Linked DNA regions of Mus musculus: region 1 is linked to region 2. Evidence: chromatin contacts called from public promoter capture Hi-C data. All regions are on one chromosome and are shown on one strand. Each heading gives the region's core, a stretch centred on a gene start, on an enhancer-like site or on the middle of the called end of the contact. The rest is flanking DNA. Distances are from core to core; before and after follow the strand shown.

The links. Promoter capture Hi-C pulls out the DNA fragments that hold promoters and counts their contacts.
Region 1: a contact with region 2 is called in a promoter capture Hi-C map of pre-B cells. The contact joins the enhancer-like site here to the promoter of Trappc3l in region 2. A contact is called at or near these places in 14 of 39 promoter capture datasets (3T3-L1-derived adipocytes, the C10 cell line, the HPC-7 cell line and 9 more), 7 of 484 Hi-C or Micro-C datasets (3T3-L1-derived adipocytes, the HPC-7 cell line, double positive thymocytes and 4 more), 4 of 115 datasets of contacts at active chromatin or transcription factors (CD8 T cells, bone marrow-derived macrophages, double positive thymocytes and 1 more) and 5 of 9 other capture datasets (adipose tissue, embryonic stem cells, liver and 2 more).

What each region holds. Positions count from the first base shown.
Region 1 is chr10:34,174,785-34,178,707 of GRCm38.p6, reverse strand. The region is part of intron 2 of Dse (dermatan sulfate epimerase); the gene reads left to right. Among named protein-coding and RNA genes, the nearest start is that of Dse, 30 kb to the left of the region's middle. Within about 2 kb of position 2,392, at least 56 of the 459 cell types and tissues checked have an H3K27ac peak or open chromatin away from gene starts, as enhancers often do. A contact at or near this core is called in CD8 T cells, the HPC-7 cell line, pre-B cells and 1 more, where this site is marked.
Region 2 is chr10:34,035,507-34,039,548 of GRCm38.p6, reverse strand. It overlaps Trappc3l (trafficking protein particle complex 3 like), which reads right to left and starts at 1,952. Exons shown (of 7, transcript NM_001162937.1): 1 at 1,861-1,952. It overlaps Calhm4 (calcium homeostasis modulator family member 4), which reads left to right. Exons shown (of 2, transcript NM_001081165.1): 2 at 1-765.

The sequences.
Region 1 (3,923 bases), core at 1,143-3,642, 140 kb before region 2:
TTAAAATTCAAGCCAGGAAAGTATGTCTAAGAAAAGCGTTTCATAGAGATTTTAAACAGAATCCCATAAAGGTCAATTCAATGATATTTTGGAGTCAGCACATATTATTCTGGTTTTTTTTTTTTTCTTAAAAATTTAATAATGTGCACACCTTTTTATTTTCTTACCTGTGCTTACCTGTACTGTGCCTTTACCTCTGCAAACCATCACCAAATTTTAAGACACATAATACAAAATTTAAATAGGAAGTTGCTGAGAAGGCTGGAGAGATAGCTCAGTGGTTAAGAGCACTGACTGCTCTTCCAAAGGTCCTGAGTTCAATTCCCAGCAACCACATGGTGGCTCCCAACCATCTGTAATGGGATCTGTTGCCCTCTTCTGGTGTGTCTGAAGACAGCAACAAAGTACTCACATACATTAAATAAATAAACAAACAAACAAATAAATAAATCTATCTAAGAAAGAAAGAAAGGAGAAGAGAAGAGAAGAGAAGAGAAGAGAAGAGAAGAGAAGAGAAGAGAAGAGAAGAGAAGAGAAGAGAAAGTAACTGAGAAAGAGTTGGGAAATGGCTTGGGAGAAGAATAGTGAGATTCACTAAAATGTATCACACAACATGACCACGAGTGGATCACATGTGGACCCTGAGATTGCTTTGTTTTATTTATTTAGCAACAAAATGATAGGCTTCCTCAGTTTTGAAGTTTACAGTGTCCATGAGAATAAAAAATCAGGTCAGTTACTCTATAAAAGAACAATTATTCTTGGCCCAAAGATCACAAAGAACCTTCTAGATTTTCACAGAGACTCAGTACTCTCATAAACATCCTTCAGTGTGGGTGATGAAGGATGTTGATGCTTTCACACGACACTGGAAGGAGAACAGGGAGTAGGTTGTTTGGCTCATGCATAGATTCCCTTAACGGAGCCTTTCCTTAGCACATTTCACTAAACCTGCAGAGATGAAGGAATAAAGGTGGAGGAGATAGATTCATGATTTGGCCAGCCATGTTTTCCCCTAGGTGGGGTGAATTCTTTAGTAGACTTTTTCTTATGTTAGGAAAATGATGAAATGGCAGCATGCTTGTCCATCATATTAGATGGATTGCTGTAAGCTTGATCTACTCAGTGTATGTATTTATTTGATGATCTAGAACTTAATGAAAATAAAACAAAAGGCTCACTCAGTTATTGGAGACCACTGCTTACAGGGCAGAAAAGTATAAGCTTACCATGCCTCATTTAATCAGACATGGAGATGAAAACATTGTGAAGAGATTTAAGATTGTGATGGAAGGGATTTGCTCAAGCTGGAGTTGATAGCTGGGAGGTACCAAGTGTGCATTGCCCAGTAGTGGATTTGGGGGGCTTTCCTCTTAATTTGTGAACCCATCGGAAACATACCCAACAAAGGGGTCTTTGGGGTAGATGAGTGTCTTGTTTGTGTCCTTGTGTCCTGATTCTGTTGTAATTAGCCCCGTGTCCTCTGGCAGATTTCATAGCTGCTATCAACATGGTTTTTTATATCTGTAAAATGTAGACGAATCTTTCCTCCATGAGGTCCCAAGGATGGAATAAGGTGATGCTCAAAAAGCTCTTAGGATTATAGAGTTGGCACACAGTTGTACTAAAACTTCATTCTTTTTGTTATACAGAAAGAGGCAAAGATAACAAGATTGTCAAGTCTTGGGTGCAGAGTATTCCTTTTAGCTACTCTGCTGCTCTGGAGTTGTGTTTCTGAGAAGTATCTGTAGTGGGTCACTCTTTCTCCCTTTCCTTATGTTTCTGCTGTATCATGAGACAGAAAATAAGTCACAGAGGAAACAAATGACTTCTCTCTTGTGTCGGAGCTAGTTGACTACAGGGAATCCAGAGAACTAGTGAGGGAAAAATATAAGTTGAACTTTTGGACAGAGATCTAATTTTTTTTCCTCTGCAACAGATTATTAAATTCTTACATATGGATTGCAAGCTTCTGAAATCCTAGGGTGTGTTTGTAAAATAATATAAAACAGCAAGAGAAAGGGGTTTATAAAAAAGAAAAATCTCCATCACACTGAAATGGACCATTCGGTGGTTTTGTTGCTCGATGAACTGCGAGGCCTGTCTCAGCCTTGCCTTCCGGCCTCCAAAGGCTGTTTCTTGTAGCTGCTTTTCCAGCCTTTTGCTTTTCTAAACTGTAAGCTAATGTTGATAATCAAAAGCAGGAGGAAGTTGCTGGACCCCAACACTCGGAGCCACACGGCACTGTGAGTGAAAAGATGAGGTTTTCCTCTGGTGACCTTCCAGTGAGAAAGGCAGAGGGGTCTGTTCAGCAGACACCTGGAATCAATTAAAGTGTGCTGGTCCCGGAAACAAATGCTGGGCTGTCAGAAACCCAGCCTCCAGCTCTAGCTCTTTCTCATTTGTGGTTCCTTCTTTTATACCCTCCCCCTTTCAGGCACTCTTTCTTTCTTGAACCTTACATTCTGTGACAGGTTCCTCGTTTTGTGTAGATTTAGATCCTTGAAAATAGATGGCTCTGAGCCTTAACTCTGGACAATCTCTTTAATATGAACAGAATCTCAAGCAGTAGGACCCTGACCATCGATTGGAAAGCTCCTTCTTGACTGCCACTTAAAGAGCAGGTTGCTGCCACTCAGCATCATTACACATGGATCTGTGAGCAAGGCACTCATAAGCTGCTACGAAGCTACCTTGAACTCTAAACTGTCTTCCATCTTTTTCAAATGCTGGGGGTGGGGGGTCGACAGGAGGGGAGATAAAGATGTTTCAGTAAGGCTGCTTTCTACATATGTTTAGGATATTTGATGAAAAAAAAAGATATTTGAGGATTGCTATAATCATACTCACTTGGAAAGAAATGCGAAGTGAATTTTCTTTGTAGGATATGTTTGTACTTGTATGCTTCAGCGCCCTTTGTTCCCTGTTTAAATGCAATGTGGGCTTTCTGAATTGCTTCAGGCCAGAAGCAGCCTCCTTTTTGTAGTAGAGTGTCTCACTTTGTGTTTACAGCATAGGCAACCTGGATATAAAGTTCTGCCTACTCTTTGCATATAAACATTAAAAGTGTATCTTTAAATGTTTTCTAACAAAAACTTGGCAAGCATGTTTGGATTCTATGCATTCCTTATTTTTCCATCTCAAGGGAAGATGTTAATTGGCAGGTACTGAATCTGTCTATAATGATACTTCACGAAGATCTTTAATTTTCTGTGGTATTTTATAATCAGTTTTTAAACACTGGGTTTGTGTATTGGATGAAATAAGAACCCTGTTCTGACGTCACTTGCGTTTTGGCCTTCTTCTCCGTGCAGTCTTAGTAATGCAAAATGAATATTTGTAATAGCTGCTGAGGCTGCTGCTGATACAAGTGAGCTTATCAGATCACTTGATAATGATACAGATGTGCTTATAGGCTCTATTGATGATGATATAGATGTGCTTATTGTCTGTGATGGATACAAATGCGCTCATTGGCTGTGTTGACAATGGTACACGTGTACTTATGGAATTTCTTGCTGATGGTTCCGATGTGTTTATTGAATCTGTTGGTAAGGGTACAGGTCTGTTCATTGGTTATTTTGGTATTTTGGTTAATAATTTGGCAAGCCAAATAGTCCATTTTGTCATAGGTAGCTTCAAAATGGCCTCAAACTTTTCAAGTTGTAAGGCTTCATCAATTAAAGGAACACATATTAATTATACTTAACAGGCTGTCTCCCCATTTTTTTCCTTGTCCTTCCAATATGCTGACTTCAGACATGCAGAAAAACATGCAGTCTCTTATATAAGCCTGTGATGTAGAAAACTTTTCTATGTAATGATGGCCTGGCATGAGTGAATCAGGAAAGGGACACTTGTTCGTGGCTATACTTTCAATTAAGGAGGGAAATGAATGCCACAGTTACGATTCCAAGGGTGGG
Region 2 (4,042 bases), core at 703-3,202:
AGACCTATGTTGCCTCTTCACTGAGTTGTATCTTTAGCTTTCTCTAAAAGACATCAACTGGCATTCTGCTTTTGGAAGAACATTAAGAGTGACTTTTTTTCAGGTGGCCTGGGGAAGGTAGCTCTACTTTATCTACTGTGTACTGGGGCTGATACAATATTACAAAAGCAATGTTGAAAAAGTAGCTAAAGTAGATGTACATAGTAGAAGGCCACTCAGTTCCCTCCAATAGGAAAGTCAGTGAACAGGGAATGTCTCATCCATTTTATTCTCAAAATTCCCATGAGGCTGAGAGTTCTTTGTCTCTACTGAGCCAAGAGTTTTATAATTTCGTCTGTGCTGACTTACTAGTAAATGAATCATCCTCACCAAACTCGGAATTGGTTTATTAGTTTTCAGGACCTTCACCACAAAGAGACTTTTCAATAAGGTTTTCAATTAACAGCACAATCAAAGAATGTATGAAGTTATAGTGTTACATCACCAGGAAGATTAATAGTTGCTTAGGACTTAACAATAGGAAACAGCCTCTGACGGCTTCTGAAGCCCTCTCCTCAACAAACTCAAACAGAGAAAGCTTACCTTCTGAGCCAGTTAATCGTGGCCATGACTTTTTGGTAAAGGAGATGGGGAATTCCTGATTTACATGGTTCTGAGGAATTCCTAGCATCTATATGAATGCATGAATAATAGCATATATACTTGATATTTTATTGCATTGTGTATCATCTATTTCAAATGAAATAAATCGATACCCCACCCTCTTTTCATGTATTCTTTTGTTCAGCAGCTAGCTGGGTAAATTTTTTTCATTAAGAACATGGCCTTTCAGCCTTATTTATAATAGCCAGAAACTGGAAAGAACCCAGATGCCCCTCAACAGAGGAATGGATACAGAAAATGTGGTACATCTACACAATGGAGTACTACTCAGCTATTAAAAAGAATGAATTTATGAAATTCCTAGCCAAATGGATGGACCTGGAGAGCATCATCCTGAGTGAGGTAACACAATCACAAAGGAACTCACACAATATGTACTCACTGATAAGTGGATACTAGCCCAAAACCTAGGATACCCACGATATAAGATACAATTTCCTAAACACATGAAACTCAAGAAAAATGAAGACTGAAGTGTGGACACTATGCCCCTCCTTAGAAGTGGGAACAAAACACCCATGGAAGGAGTTACAGAAACAAAGTTTGGAGCTGAGATGAAAGGATGGACCATGTAGAGACTGCCATATCCAGGGATCCACCCCATAATCAGCATCCAAACGCTGACACCATTGCATATACTAGCAAGATTTTATCGAAAGGACCCAGATGTAGCTGTCTCTTGTGAGACTATGCCGGGGCCTAGCAAACACAGAAGTGGATGCTCACAGTCAGCTAATGGATGGATCACAGGGCTCCCAATGGAGGAGCTAGAGAAAGTACCCAAGGAGCTAAAGGGATCTGCAACCCTATAGGTGGAACAACATTATGAACTAACCAGTACCCCTGAGCTCTTGACTCTAGCTGCATATGTATCAAAAGATGGCCTAGTCGGCCATCACTGGAAAGAGAGGCCCATTGGACACGCAGACTTTGTGTGCCCCGGTACAGGGGAACGCCAGGGCCAAAGGGGGGGAGTGGGTGGGTAGGGGAGTGGGGGTGGGTGGGTAAGGGGGACTTTTGGTATAGCATTGGAAATGTAAATGAGCTAAATCCCTAATAAAAAATGGGAAAAAAAAAAAAAAAAAAAAAAAAAAAAAAAAAAAAAAAAAGAACATGGCCTTCCTCTCCTTTATGCTTAATGGGTTTAGGTAATTATAAAGCATATAATTAAAATCAATTATATGCGCTAACACCTACCTTGTATTTTTGCTGCCAAGTTCTTTTGGCTGGCACATCAATTTCTGTGGCTTGGCAGAGATAGACTCGCTGACTTCTCCTTTGTCTGCTCCACTACTCCACCAGGATTCAGACCACCGCCTTCCCAGGAGAAAAATAAACCCAAAGCTTAGCTCTGGCTGTTTCTGACTCCTTTACTCTAGCAAAGCTGAATTGCACAGACCTTACTTATGCTTCATCATTCTCCTTGATTCTGTACTCATTCCAGCTGTGTTTTTGTTTAAAAATTTAAGGTAATGACTGCAATTAGAAACAGCCATGTGGGGGCTCAGGGTTTAATAGCGCTTGTTGCTTTTCCCGAGGATCTGCATTCTTTTGCCAGCACCCACACCTGGTAGTTTCTAACCACATGCAACTCCAGTCCAATGAGATCTATATCACTTTCTCTTGCACTCTTTTTTTTAAAAGAAAAAGAAAAAAGAAACAACAGCGTGGGCTTACTGTTCTTTCGCATCTAGTTTGTACTAAAAGGCAAACACAAACAGACCTTTACATTTTTAAATCATATAACTAATTAACGGCATTCTGAATGCAGAGTACAAATATGTTTTCTAGCTCAAAAAGCCACAAATGCATAGACACAATTTTAGGTTCAACATGCAGCATACCAAGTATTAGTATGCGATCAAGAAAGAGCAGAGTGCCAGGCTTGGGAAACAGGCAGGTTTAAAACTGGTTGTGTGAACTGGAAGTTAACATGTCTACAGATGTGACCCTGGATGGAATAGCGCACGGTGGTTCTAAACGGGTGAACTGCATCGTCCTTAGTGGAACTCATTTGGCTGTTCTAAACTCCAAGAATGATGAATCTTCTTTAATCTCAGCATCTAGGGAGACTGCAGCTTTCATGTATGGTTTCCTCTGTTGCCACCTAGTGGTTTCTATGAGTATGTGCACTATCTGTAGTGGGTGACTGCAGTACATATGGAGCATTACAAAGATATGAAGTCTGAAGCATTCCAAACATTAAGACATTTAAAACAGCAACATGAGGGGTTTGAAATGCTCCATCAGTAAATCTACGCAAATATTTCCAACTTGAAAAAAACACTTTCAGAATTACCACCACCCCTGTCCTGGAGTCTCAGGTTCTCTTTTTCTCTCCCTCTTCCTCTCCCACCCTCCCTCCCTCCCTCCCTCCCTCCCACCTCTCTCTCTCTCTCTCTCTCTCTCTCTCTCGCTCTCTCTCTCACACACACACACACACACACACACACACACACACACATGAAAGGTCCAGGACAGCACTATAATCTTGTTTCTTTCAGAAGGCCATAGTTATGAAGGGTTAACATGGAGTTCAGAGAAGCACTGTCACTCATTACTCATATGACCTTATGAATGTCAGCCTCTCTGGAACTTTAATTTTCCTTTGTATGAGACAGGAAAGAATGATTAAGTTGTAAGAGTTGTTGAGTGAACTCCTACTTGGAACACAGACTTATTTGAAGAGTAGTTCTGCGAAAATCTATATTGAATAAATCTCCTTCAAAATTAAACATATGGACAGACACACTTACATGCCACGGGGTTTATATTCCAAGACTCTAGTCCTTGTAATTCATCAGTGTTATTTTGATGGGAAAGACACTTGGAAGATTTGACACGAGTACTTTTAGATGAGGAGATCAAGTCCTGTAGAGTCTCGAGTCATTTCTCCACAGGAGGAATCAGTCAGGGAAAATGTTGGGCTACTCTCAAGGAATCACAAACTATGTCCGCTCAACACAGACAGGGCAGTAACAATAAACAGACCAAAAAATTCTACCAAGTTCAACTTGGCAAGCCAAGGAATTTATTGGAACTGCTCATAGGATTATAGGTGAGGGGTTGCTCATAGGAAGTGCATCACCCTAAAGCCCCGGTCCACATGGGTGACGACTCACAGAGCCTCCACCCCTGGATCTTTCTGCACCATCTTTACTGCTTATGTAACTTTTGGGTAGGAGAGGTCTTGTGAATCAGGTAAGTTTAGAGGTTTCCTGGGATCCTTGAATTGCTTAAACTCCGAGTCTTGTGGATCCTGTAATCTGGAGGAAATATTTCAATTTGGTATTGCCAGACAGGAGAAGAAAGAGTCATTACTGAGTGTCCATCATCCCTGACAAACAGGGCCATGAGCTAAAGTATGTGGGCATCCTCT